2 separate regions of the Mus musculus genome follow, and region 2 is linked to region 1. Evidence: chromatin contacts called from public HiChIP or PLAC-seq data. All regions are on one chromosome and are shown on one strand. The core of a region is the stretch at or near the end of the contact, and the rest is flanking DNA. Distances in the headings are between cores, read along the strand shown.

The links. HiChIP or PLAC-seq counts read pairs in DNA pulled down with a chosen protein or histone mark.
Region 2: a contact with region 1 is called in a FOXA1 HiChIP or PLAC-seq map of pancreatic cancer cells. The contact joins two enhancer-like sites. A contact is called at or near these places in 5 of 39 promoter capture datasets (the 3T3-L1 cell line, frontonasal cranial neural crest, hippocampal neurons and 1 more), 1 of 115 datasets of contacts at active chromatin or transcription factors (pancreatic cancer cells) and 1 of 9 other capture datasets (adipose tissue).

What each region holds. Positions count from the first base shown.
Region 1 is chr11:5,302,067-5,308,211 of GRCm38.p6, reverse strand. The region is part of intron 2 of Znrf3 (zinc and ring finger 3); the gene reads left to right. Among named protein-coding and RNA genes, the nearest start is that of Kremen1, 44 kb to the right of the region's middle. Within about 2 kb of position 3,526, at least 18 of the 459 cell types and tissues checked have an H3K27ac peak or open chromatin away from gene starts, as enhancers often do. A contact at or near this core is called in pancreatic cancer cells, where this site is marked.
Region 2 is chr11:5,942,327-5,948,471 of GRCm38.p6, reverse strand. It overlaps a transcript of Gck not described here. Among named protein-coding and RNA genes, the nearest start is that of Ykt6, 10 kb to the left of the region's middle. Within about 2 kb of position 3,126, at least 18 of the 459 cell types and tissues checked have an H3K27ac peak or open chromatin away from gene starts, as enhancers often do. A contact at or near this core is called in pancreatic cancer cells, where this site is marked.

The DNA of each region.
Region 1 (6,145 bases), core at 2,277-4,776:
CCCTGGCTTTCCCATTCTCCCTGCTCCTTTTCCACAGTGTTTCCTAAGCTTTGGAGGTAGTACAGTGGATGTCCTGTTTAGAGCTGAGTACCTAGCAGCCACTTGTTCTCAGGATTTGACCAGTTATGAGTCTCTTCCTTAACCACTGCCCACTGCAAACAGAAACTTCTCTCACCAAGCTGGAACACACACTAATGCTATGGATATAAACAGAAATATTTAGAAAGCAATTTGACACCATTGAGTATCCATTTGTTTGTTTTCAAGGCAGGTCTTCTCTGCATATCCCTGACTGTCCTGGAACTTGCTTTATAGAGAGAGTAGACTGCCTCAAACTCAAAGATCTACCATGCCTGGCTATCATCCCTTTCTTGTTTTGTTTTGTTTTGTTTGTTTGTTTGTTTGTTTGTTTTTCGAGACAGGGTTTCTCTGCGTAGCCCTGGCTGTCCTGGAACTCACTCAAAGTTAGTTTCAAAAATTACCCAGATTGAGCAAGATAATACCTCCTTTGATATCTCAAACTGACTCAGTATCTGAAATCTACTGCCAATGCATCTGGATGAAGGGTAAGTTTAAGGGCAGTGTAGATCCCACTAGGCCTCTGGGAAGCAAGCAGATCCCAAGTAAGTAGACAGAGTGAATATTTCATTAAGAAAGGGAAAGAAATCCACCTGCCTCTGCCTCCCAAGTGCTGGGATTAAAGGCGTGTGCCACCACGCCAGGCTATCATCCCTTTCTAACTTTGAATTTTCTTCTATTATCTAGAATTAATAGCATTCTCACTCTAAGTGTCGAATCCTGGCTGAGCAGTGATGACTTTTAATGCCAGCACTCAGGAGGCAGAGGCAGTTGGAGGCCAGCCTGGTCTACAGAACGAGTTCCAGGACAGCCAGGGCTGCACAGAGAAATCCTGTCTCAAAAACAAAACCCAACCAAACCAAAAAGAAAAGAGTGGAAGCCTGGGGATCGTAGGTCAAGGTCATCCTCAGCAGCAGCTGGCGCTAGAGAGCGAGCACCGGAGATAAGGACGTCGCTGCTCTTGGAGGGGACCAGCGTTTCCAACAGTTCAACATCCTCTTCTGCCCTCCATTGGCATCCTTCCAAACATACATGCACATACAGACAAATATATACTAAATGTAAATAAGTCTTTTTAAGAACAGCATTCACATGGTCAAATGTCATCAGTTTCAGAATAGTTTTGCTCTTAAGCAGTAATGGGAAAGGCTAATTTTGGGTTGTCCACCCATTTCATCTAGAACAAACTTTAGGGGCCAGCAAGATGGCTTAGCATGTAAAAGTGCTCACTGTCAAGCCTGATGCCTTCTGTTGAATTCTCAGGGTACACATGGTGGAAGGAGAGAACAGATTCCTGCATGTTGTCCTCTGAAATCTGACCTATACACACACCTACAAAACCATAACCTGGCACACCAAAAGTTCCCTACGTTCTCCCTTTGAAATCTCCTTCTTCTATGCATTCCTTCCCAGCTGCTAGACCACTGATTCTCCAAGTATAAATTAATTTGCATTGTATAGAATTCCATATGGAATCGTGTGTGTGTGTGTGTGTGTGTGTGTGTGTGTGTGTGTGTGTGTGTGTGTGTGTGTAACTTAAGATGTCAGGCTTATTGAAAGTGTCTTGATTTACTGAGCCATTTTGCTACCCCAGTATAAGTTTAATCTTGGCTCTTTAACTCAGTATCCTTGTTTAAGATCTATCCATCCATATTGTAGGTCAGGCAGCGCCCCCTCCTCTGTGTGTGTGTGTGTGTGTGTGTGTGTGTGTGTGTGTGTGTGTGTGTGTGTGTGTGTGAGAGAGAGAGAGAGAGAGAGAGAGAGAGAGAGAGAGAGATTTTAAAATTTGAATGCATGTGAGCATTCTGCTTTTTAAACTCTGAACTTGGGCCAGAACTTGTAAAGTTACCTGTGAATTGTACATTAACCAACTAATGGCAATGATGAGTTAATCTATAACTTCATCTGTTAGCTGTTAACATTACCCCCAAGTCTAACTTCCTCTTGACTATCTGGTTCTAAGCACACCTTCTCTTGAGGTGGTAACTGAAGGCAGCCTAGAGAACTTGGGGGAGTGGGTATGTATATGTATGTATATATCAGAGTGTGTGTGTGTGTACCCTAATATGTGTAGCTTTGTGGACAGCAGAATAGCATGGACCAGTGTCCTGCAAAAACTTAAGGTACACTCTGACAGATTCAAGATATGCAAATTCCCCAGCATTGCCTTGGGGCAGATGATTGCTACAAAAGTATTCACTTTACAATCTAATAATGGTCAGATATAGTGATGTACACCTCCCAGCACTTGGGAGGCAAGGCAGTTGGATACCTATAAGTTTGAGGTTAGCCTGGTCTATGTATTGAGTTTCAGGACAGCCAGGGCTACATTGAAACCCTATCTCAAAAAAAAAACAAAACCAAAAACAAAAAACAACAAAAAAAAAAACATACAAAGAAAGGATTTCATAGTGGGAGCTGAAACAGTGGCTTGGTGGTTAAGAAAACTGGCTACACTCTGGGTGGTGGTAACACACATCTTTAATCCCAACATGCGGAGGCAGAGGCAGGCAGATCCTGTGAGTTTGAGGCCAGTCTGGTTTACAGAGTGAGTTCCAGGACAGCCAAAGGTACACAGAGAAGTGAGAGAGGGAATTGATCTAACTTTGGGTTCTCTCAACCCCAAGCATAAACTTGGATTTTGCAAAGCCTAATGGTAGGGTGAGAGTAGATCCTCAGGAAAAGCATGGCCTCCTTTGCAAATCAAAGAAATGGGGCCCTGACTCCCAAATAGAAGAAGTAGACTCCTTGTCTCAGGTGCACTGCATGAGTCTCAGGACAGAAGCAGGCTCACTATCTTCAGATATGCCACATAGGCTCTGGGGACCAAGAGTAGACTGTCTATATAGGAACAACTGGCCAGAACTCCTTCAATGAAAGTGGTTTGTGGCCCTTCCTCTAGAGTTGGCTCACTAATCTTTCTATGTGTTACAGACACCCAAAGGATGTGTAGTTTGATCTCTTTAACCTCAAGGCTAGCAAGAGGGTATAAGCTTGGTGATCCAGCAAGTTCAATACCTAAAACTCCCACATAAAAATGTAAAAAGAAAACAGAATCTACAAAGTTGTCCTCTACCTCCATATATTCACTGTGGCATGTGCACCCACAAAGACATGGTAATAATAAACAAACAAACAAACTTTTAATTAAAAAGTGCTGGGTGTTGGCATACAGCTTTAATTCTAGCAATCCAGAGTCAGAGACATAGGCTGAATGTCTGAGTTGAAGATCAGCTTGGTCTACACAGGGCAGTGGTTTTCAACCTTCCTAATGCTGTGACACTTTAATACAGTTCCTCATGGTATGATGATCCCCAACCATGAAATTATTTCATTGCTACTTCATCATAACTGTAATTTTCTAGTTATGAATCATAATGTAAATATCTGTGTTTGCCAATGGTCTTAGTTGAGACCCACAGGTTGAGAACCACTGACATAGGGTGATCCAGGCTGGCCAAGGCTACATAGTGAGACCCTTTCTCAACAGTTACAAAAGGAGCAAATAGTGTGTGTGACTCAGTGGATAAACACTTTTGCTACAAAAACCTAATGGCCCAAAATCAATTCCTAGAACCCACATAAAAGTGGAAGAACAGACTCCCCAAAATCGTTCTTTGGCACTTTGGCATTTACTCTGTGTGTGTGTGTGTGTGTGTGTGTGTGTGTGTGTGTGTGTGTGTGTGTAAATAAAGTAACTTTTAATTTTTAAAAAAGAAAATAGTAGTAGCCACTTTTCCAGGCCTGCCTGATAGCTGGGTACCTCCTAGCTAACACTGCCATTTCCTACAATTATTGACTTGTGTTTGGGGTTCTACAGAGCATGTGGTACTAGCTCTGCTTGCCTACAAACCCACTGGCAAACTCTTACATCATATAAAGCAGAGCATACACATGATCTACTGTTTTTTTTTTTTATTACGTATTTTCCTCAATGAAATTTCCAATGCTATCCCAAAAGTCCCCCATACCCTCCCCCCCACTTCCCTACCCACCCATTCTCATTTTTTTGGCCCTGGTGTTCCCCTGTACTGGGGCATATAAAGTTTGTGTGTCCGATGGGCCTCTCTTTCCAGTGATGGCCGACTAGGCCATCTTTTGATACATATGTAGCTAGAGTCAAGAGCTCCGGGGTACTGGTTAGTTCATAATGTTGTTCCACCTATAGGATTGCAGATCCCTTTAGCTCCTTGGGTATTTTCTCTAGCTCCTCCATTGGGGGCCCTGTGATCCATCCAATAGCTGACTGTGAGCATCCACTTCTGTGTTTGCTAGGCCCCTGCCTAGTCTCACAAGGGACAGCTATATCTGGGTCCTTTCAGCAAAATCTTGCTCGTGTATGTAATGGTGTCAGCGTTTGGAAGCTGATTATGGAGTGGATCCCTAGATAAGGCAGTCTCTAGATGGTCCATCCTTTTGTCGCAGCTCCAAACTTTGTCTCTGTAACTCCTTCCATGGGTGTTTTGTTCCCAGTTCTAAGAAGGGGCACAGTGTCCACACTTTGGTCTTCATTCTTATGATCTACTGTTTGCCTAACTTTGCAACAAGAAGGGTTCTGGGTAGATGTTAGTGATTGCCGCTGATTCCCTTGGTGTAACTTTTCTTGGAATCAAGCTGTCCCTTTGCAAGAAGTTCTTTTCTAGTGGCAGTTATTTACATGTTATTGACCAAAGGAAGTGATGGGCCCAGTCATACTTCTCCAAGTTTCTTAATGAAAGTAATGATTTTTTGAAGGTAATAACTAAGATCTGTTCATATGTCTGTCTTTATTCAATGTTTTGTTGTTGTTGTTGTTGTTGTTGTTGTTGTTGTTAAAAGCTACCACATTATACTTTAAGACGAATCTGCCCTAAAACTGTTGTGTTTTGATGTGCTAATGGATGAGTGTTAGTACAAGTATATGTATTCATATTAGCTGAGGCAGGAAGGGCTCCTGGGGATGCTGCTTACAGTGTGGCCGGCCTGCCAGGTGGATGCACAGGTACCTTAAGCACTAGTTTTCCTCTCTCCCTTTCTTCTTGCTGACCTATGAAGTTCAACTCCTTCAGAACACTTCTGATTGTACTTACAAAATACATCCCTAAAACTGTAGAAGCACCATGAGAAGAGAAACTGGAGCTTTAGGGACTTGGAGTCGTACAGTTGTAGTTTCCTGGGAAATGCCCAGTAAACATTGATTAAATGCATGCATCTTAATTGTCTAGAGACAGAGCCACAGAACTGAGTGTAAGAGTTAGAGAACCCCTTCCAGAGAACAAAATTCCATATAGAGATCCAAGGTGTACTTGAGAGCCTACAGACAGAATCTAGACTTTTGGGCACACTGACTGCTACTGAGAGTAAGACAAGGTGGCAGTAGGTAGTAAGTTTTCATGTTGGGTTTGTGAAAACTATAGTACAAAACTACCATATCCCCCAGAGTCACCTTTGTAGAGCCCTTCTTCCGTGCTCATTGATGTGACCATGAGTGTCAGTTTTTAGGACTAAGCTGTTGTTGTTCTGTCCTTCCCTTTCCATCAGTACTGCAATTGTAGTGGCTCTTTAATGAGGACTAGAAGAATTTGGACAATGAGTGTGCATTTAAAAAGCAGTCTTCACCTATTGGTCTATAGGTATCTGATTATAGCACTCACTCTTTAAACTAGACCCTGAATTACAGACTTTCCAGTTTAATTCATTCTTTGTTTTATAACCTCAACTCCTACAGCTGACAGCTCTCACCACACTCACTGTCCCCATCACTAGGATAACCCCTGATGACAGAACTTGGGAGGTTGGCTTGGAAGTACTGTGAGTTGATAAGCACAGCTCGTGAGTGTGCTTGAAAGCTTAATTCAAGAAAGTGGAGACTTGAAGTCAAAATGGTGACCTTGAGGTTCTTCTTCCTGGTTTTTACCATCTATTATGCTATTGTTCTGTTTGACCAGTAAGAAGGAGTCCTAGACAAGGTCCTGAGCTCCTGTGGAATAGAAACCAAAAGCCTGGAGCCAGGAATCTGCCCTTCATTACCAAAGCTTGCCTTGTTCATGCCCACAGCTATATATCGTCCTAGCATTTATGTATCTGT
Region 2 (6,145 bases), core at 1,877-4,376, 640 kb before region 1:
TTTATTTTATTTCTTCCTTTCCTCTTCAGAGAACTGCAGGGTCACCTCTCCTTGTAAGCTGCTCTCTATTCCCTGCCTTCTCAGGGCTCCTTTGGGAGCCCTAAGGAGAGTCTAAAGCACACACACGGGTGTGTTTGTCTGTCTAGTGTGTACATAGGGGCCCCTGGCTTGGCCAAGATGGGCCCAGGTGGACTCTAAGTCGCTAACGGAGCAGGAAGCTGCCGGAAGGACTGGAGTCAGAAGGGTTAAATGAACTCCCGCATTTCCTCCCCAGCCCCATCAGCTTCCTGGCTCTTGTTCTTAATTCCATAGGCTGCGTGTATTCAAACCTATAGCCCTGTAGCCTCTGCTACTGATTTGCTACAGCTCGATCCTGCCCAATGGAGTCTTGAGCAGCCACAAGCCAGATCTGTGCTTCTCTCTTACTTCCCAGTATGTCTGTCTCTGAGGGAGGTGATGTCTGGACCTCGGAGGGCAGACAGGCCAGGCTGAGTCTGGAGGTTGTTGCTTGACTTCTTTGGGCCTATGATTGATCACTAATTGATTAGAACAGTGCTGTTTACTTCCACCAGCTGCTGAGAGGAGGAAGGAGAACTGCCTGTCAAAATGGTCAGCTGCTGGGCTGATAGCCTCTCTGGGCAGATGGATAGACACGCTAGAAATGCAGGCACCAAGCTCACCAGACCTATAGGTCATCCCATGTGTAATGAGAGGTGTTGCTACCAGGACAAACTGTCACAAACCTAAGAGCTTAAAACAACACACACTTAGGTTACAGTTCTAGAATCTAAAATGGATCTCTGAGGGTTAAAATAAAGGTGTTGACAGACTGACCCCTTCTGGGTACCGTAGAAGAAGCCATTTCCTTTCCTGTCAAGCTTCTCCGCCCAGCCAAACTCCTGGGTACCTGCATCCTTCCTCCTATATTCAATGATGGCCTCTGCACCTCCCTCATCTATGCTTGACCATCACATAATCTCTGTCTCTCCTGCCCACTTCTGATAGCATCGGCCCGAACAGATAATCCAGAACCATCTCGAGTCACTAGCTAAGTCACATCTGAAAAGCCTTTCTTACCACATCCGATTCTCAGGCCCCCAGGGCTGGGACATCTGTAGGTCATGACCCTGCCTCTTATACTGTCCTGTCTCCCACCTTAAGATCCTCCTTCAACCACAAGCTCTTCCCTGACTCGACCTGTGGTCCTGTTGCCCTTACACATTATTAGCTTCCCGGATCTGAGAACATTCTCTTGTCAGCAACAGTACGGCCAAGTCTGTGCCACGCCCCCTCCCGCAGTGTCGGTTTACAATCTCATTCACCTGTGGCCAACTGCAGTCCAAAGATATTATGCAGAAAACTCCATAAACAAGTTAATAATAAGGTTCAAAGATTTACTTTTTACTTTTAATTGGGTACTTATGTATATCTGTGTCTGGGAATGTGCACACATGAGTCCTAGCCGGCAGAGTCTAGACTCGGATCCCCTGGAGCTGCAGTTGTGAGCCATCCGATCTGGGTGCTGGGAACAGAACTCTGATCCTTTGCAAGAGCAATATGTACTCTTAAGTGTTGAGCCATCTCTCCAGCCCCCCAAATAAGCTTAAAATTGTATGTTGTTCTGTGTAGTAAGATGAAACACCTCACATCCCTCTTTTGTAAGTCATACTTTCTCAAGTGTATCCACTATTTACTGGACAGTAGTGCACAGTATATGGTGTATTCACTTCCTGCCCAGTAGCCATTTAGAAGCTGTCTGTATTATCAGGTTGATTGACAATATCAAAACTTCGTGTTCAGCCAGGCGTGGTGGCGCACGCCTTTAATCCCAGCACTCGGGAGGCAGAGGCAGGAGGATTTCTGAGTTTGAGTCCAGCCTGGTCTACAGAGTGAGTTCCAGGACAGCCAGGGCTACACAGAGAAACCCTGTCTCAAAAAACCAAAAACAAAACAAAACAAAACAAAAACAAAAACCAAAAAAAAAAACAAAAACAAAAAAACCCCTCATGTTCAAGTAACGTCTGTGCAGTAGCCTAACTGCCCCATGATGCCTAGCGGCACCTGCTAGCTCCATCTCATGATACAGGCACTCATCACCTCCCCTCACAGGAGAAGTGAGGCACAGCAGAGCCGTATATTTTAAAAGAACTCTTATCATGGAATATTGTTATAATTACTCTGCTTTGTTATTATTACTGTTAATCTCTTACTATGCCAAATTTCTAAATTAAAGTTCATCATAGGTATGAGTATATGGGAAAAACATTGGATAAGTGGGGTCCTTTGTCTCCCAGATCTTCAAGCATCCACCGAGGGTCTTGGAATGCATCCCCCGCAAGGAGTACAGCGGTTTTTGTTGTTGCTTTGTTTTGTTTTTGTTTGGTTCTTTGGGGATTTTTGAGACAGGGTTTCTCTGTGTAGCCCTGGCTGTCCTGGAACTCACTCTGAAGACCAGGCTGGCCTTGAACTCAGAAATCCACCTGCCTCTGCCTCCCTAGTGCTGGGACTAAAGGTGTGCTCCACCTCTACCCATCACAACACAGAGTTTTAATGAAATTCTTATATTTAAATATAAAGTAAAGCACGTGGAGGATGGAATTAAGGATAAAGGAACATGGCAGGTTGTGCTCAGACCTGTCCTAGGTCACAGCTTTTGCCATTCATACAAAAGTCCCGTGTGTGGCCCAGTGAGGCTCAAACTGGGTGTGTGAGAAGAGGGTGCTCTCGCCTGGGCGGGTGTTTGGTATGCGGGCCAACAGGATGCACGTCCATGGCCTTCCTGTCCAGTGCTGCCTTTCTGAGAAGTTTGCATGGGGGAAGGTTCAGCAGGAAGGCACATTGTCCCTTGGTTGTTTGTCCTATGAGGGCTCTGAAGTAGAAAATAAATACCTTCAGGATGTATGGAGTCTTACAGCTCCTGAATACAGGAGAAAGATCTACTGATGCAGAATCCATGGAGACAGGAGTCAACTGCCTGCCACCTGGCCTGCTCTCATGAGCAGTCTTGGCATTTGACTCTTTGTGTGTGCCATGGATTCTCAGTGTTCTTCCATGGCCAGTGAGGGAGCCTCGAGTTGAAGGAAAAATACGTCATCATAGGCAGATGGCCAGGACTGCTCTGGTACTGACTCATTGGGTCATAAAAGCAGAACCTGGGGTGAGCACTTGGTATCTGTGGTTTAGGAGTCCCTCTGAGGCAGGCCCAGCCTTTTGCACTCCTATACCCACCAGCCACTGGGGGGCCCTGCAAAGGCCAGGGCTTCCAGACTTGGTAAACAAAAAATTAGGACATCCAGTTAGGTTTGCATTTCATATAAACAACAAATGGTTCATTATGCACCCCAAGTAGCCCATGGGCACTCTATTTTCTTTGCCACACTTAAGGAAAGAGCAACTCCCTCAAGTTGTCCTGGGTGCGCTGATTACATCTGGGGAGTGAGTCTCAGGAGTGAGTGTATCTGTGAGCTGTGGCCATCCCTGAGCCTTAGGGAGGGGCCATTGCCCAGCAGACACCACTGTATCCACAGAAACATTTACAATGGCTGAGATGATTATTCATACATACAAACATGCCCATTATAGACCTTATCAAGTGTTAAGTAATTAGGAGGGTGATTTTTAAAATGTTTTATGTCATGTGTAAATATTTAGTGACCTGCTTTACCCAGAGAGCGTTTGGTGATAGTTCCTGGGTGGGCACTGTACTTTCTCTTACGTTAACACTGGAGTAATCCTACCATCAGTAAATTAGCTCCCAGCACATTTTTAAACTGGCTGCAAAGGGGGCTAAATGGATGTCTCAGTTAGTAAAGTTCTTGCTGAGAAACCATGAGAATTCCAGTCTGCAACCCCGGCACCCAAATAAAAGCAGAGCATGGTGCCTTACACCTGAGATCCCAGAGCTGAGAAGCTGCAGACAAGAGGATACCTGGGGCTAACTGACAAGTTGATTTAGCCAAATAGGCAAACTCTAGACTCAGTGAGAAACCTTGTCTCAAAGAATAAGGTGGCAAAGCCAGTGAGATGGCTCAGTAGAGAATGGAATTTGCTGACAGGTCTCATGACCTGAGTTTGATCCCCAAAGCCTATGTGATAGAAGGAGGGAACTGACTCCTGAAAGTTGTTCTCAGTCTCAGGCATGCTGTGGCATGTATACACACACACATACACACACAAACACACACACACACACACACACACACATACATACACACACCACACACACAAACACACACCCCACACACCACACACACACACACACACACCACACACACACACACACACACACACACACACACACACACACACACTTTCTTTTTTCTGAGTCAGTGTTTCTCTGTATAGCCTTGGCTGTCCTGGAACTCACTCTGTAGACCAGGCTGGCCTCAAACTCAGAGATCCACCTGCTTCTGCCTCCTGAGTGCTGGGATTGAAGGTGTGTCCACCACCACCCAGCTCTACAACATCTTTTAAATGGCTGCAAAAATCCTGAGCATCCAGGAAGTCTAAGAGGCCACCTTGGCTGAGATTGTCTGGAGAAAGTCAGCAGGTAGAGCAGATAGCTTCTTCAACACATTTAGGTGAGGCACAGCCCACTCCGTTAAGCCATCTGGGAGAACTTCAGCCTCTTGGAAGTGGGCAGAGTGACTTCAGACTTCCATGGATCTGGAGGACTGGATGTCTAGGAAATTCTTGGCTTGGGGGCAGCTTGGTAGAGAAAGCAAATCTTGGGCTAGGAGAAGGGGTTCTGTGAGCAGATCTTGGGGGCTTAGGGAGGAGCTTGTTGTGGTATTATGGGAAATGTCCTCCCTAGGCTATGTTTGAACTCCTGGTCGCCAGTGGTGGCACTGTTTGGGAAGGTTGTGGAACCTTTAGGAGGTGGCGCTTCTGTGAAGTGGGTCACTGGAGTGGGCTTTGTCCTGTTTCCTGTTTACTCTCTGATTCCTGAATGTGGATACAATGTGACCAGCCAGCCTCCAGTTTCTGTCTCGATACTATCCCAGCCTTGTCTTCCCACCAGGAAGGACTGTATCCTCTTGGGACTGCAAGCCAAGATAAGCCTTTCTCCATGAATCAGCTTTTGTCGGGGCAATTTTATCTCAACAAGAGTAACTCAGAGCTAGCACTCACTGCTGAGCCCCCTCCCCGCTGTCTGGTCAAGAGTAACTCAGAGCTAGCACTCACTGCTGAGCCCCTCCCCGCTGTCTGGTCGGAGCGTTTATAATGCAGAAGGAACAGAGCAAAAGCCTCCCCTTAGGCCTTTTTCCAGGAAGGCTACTTGTCTGCCCTCTTCTGCATAACACTGGGGTTCCATCTCCTTTCAGGGTGCCTCCTTTCCTGCCTCACTAGAGCTCCTGACCTCTTCCCTCCTGGTTCACTCAGGGTCACCGCTGATGCCCACTTCATCTTGTTTTCATTCTCTTAGACATCATCTCCCTGGAGCCTATGACTTGTTAATGCCGCTCTGCCCATTAGGGGTGTTGTGCTGTTCCAGATACCCAATTAAACTGAGCACATCTGAAGGTTTGTCGTGTTACCCGGCCAACAGCCTAGAGGCCCGTGGTTTTCAGCCTCAGAAAGGCTCAGCTTGGCTTTCCTGATTCTCTTGAACCTTCGCTCATGGCTGCCAGATGTGCCACAAGTGTTGCAGGCACAAACAAATCAAGCACCCCAGAAGCAAACATGTATGGTGGCTCACCATTTCATGGCTCCAGAGATTGACCTGGCCAGGGTAGAGAGGAACTAAAGAAAAGACACACACGTGGACATAGAGAAAAGCTGGGATCGGTGTTCTGGGATGATGAATGGAGAAGCCTCAGCATATCGGAGCGCAGTGTATATAGTTAAGCATGGAGCTAGAGTTACGGCACATAGATGAACAAGAAGGCAGGTTCAGCTAATCTGAGTAGGAGCAGTCTCAAGAGGGGAGCAGTCTCAAGAGGGGAGCAGTCTCAAGAGGGGAGCAGTCTTCATATGATAAATTTCCGGGCGGGGGGGAAGCTATAGTGGATATTTTCTGCACAAACTATCAGTATCCACATATGGACCAGAGGAATACCGCCATTGCTCTGGGCCTTTCCCAGTGAAGGCTTTTCTGATCCAATGAGACACTGGGGCTGAGACACTAGGGTCTTTGACATAGCAA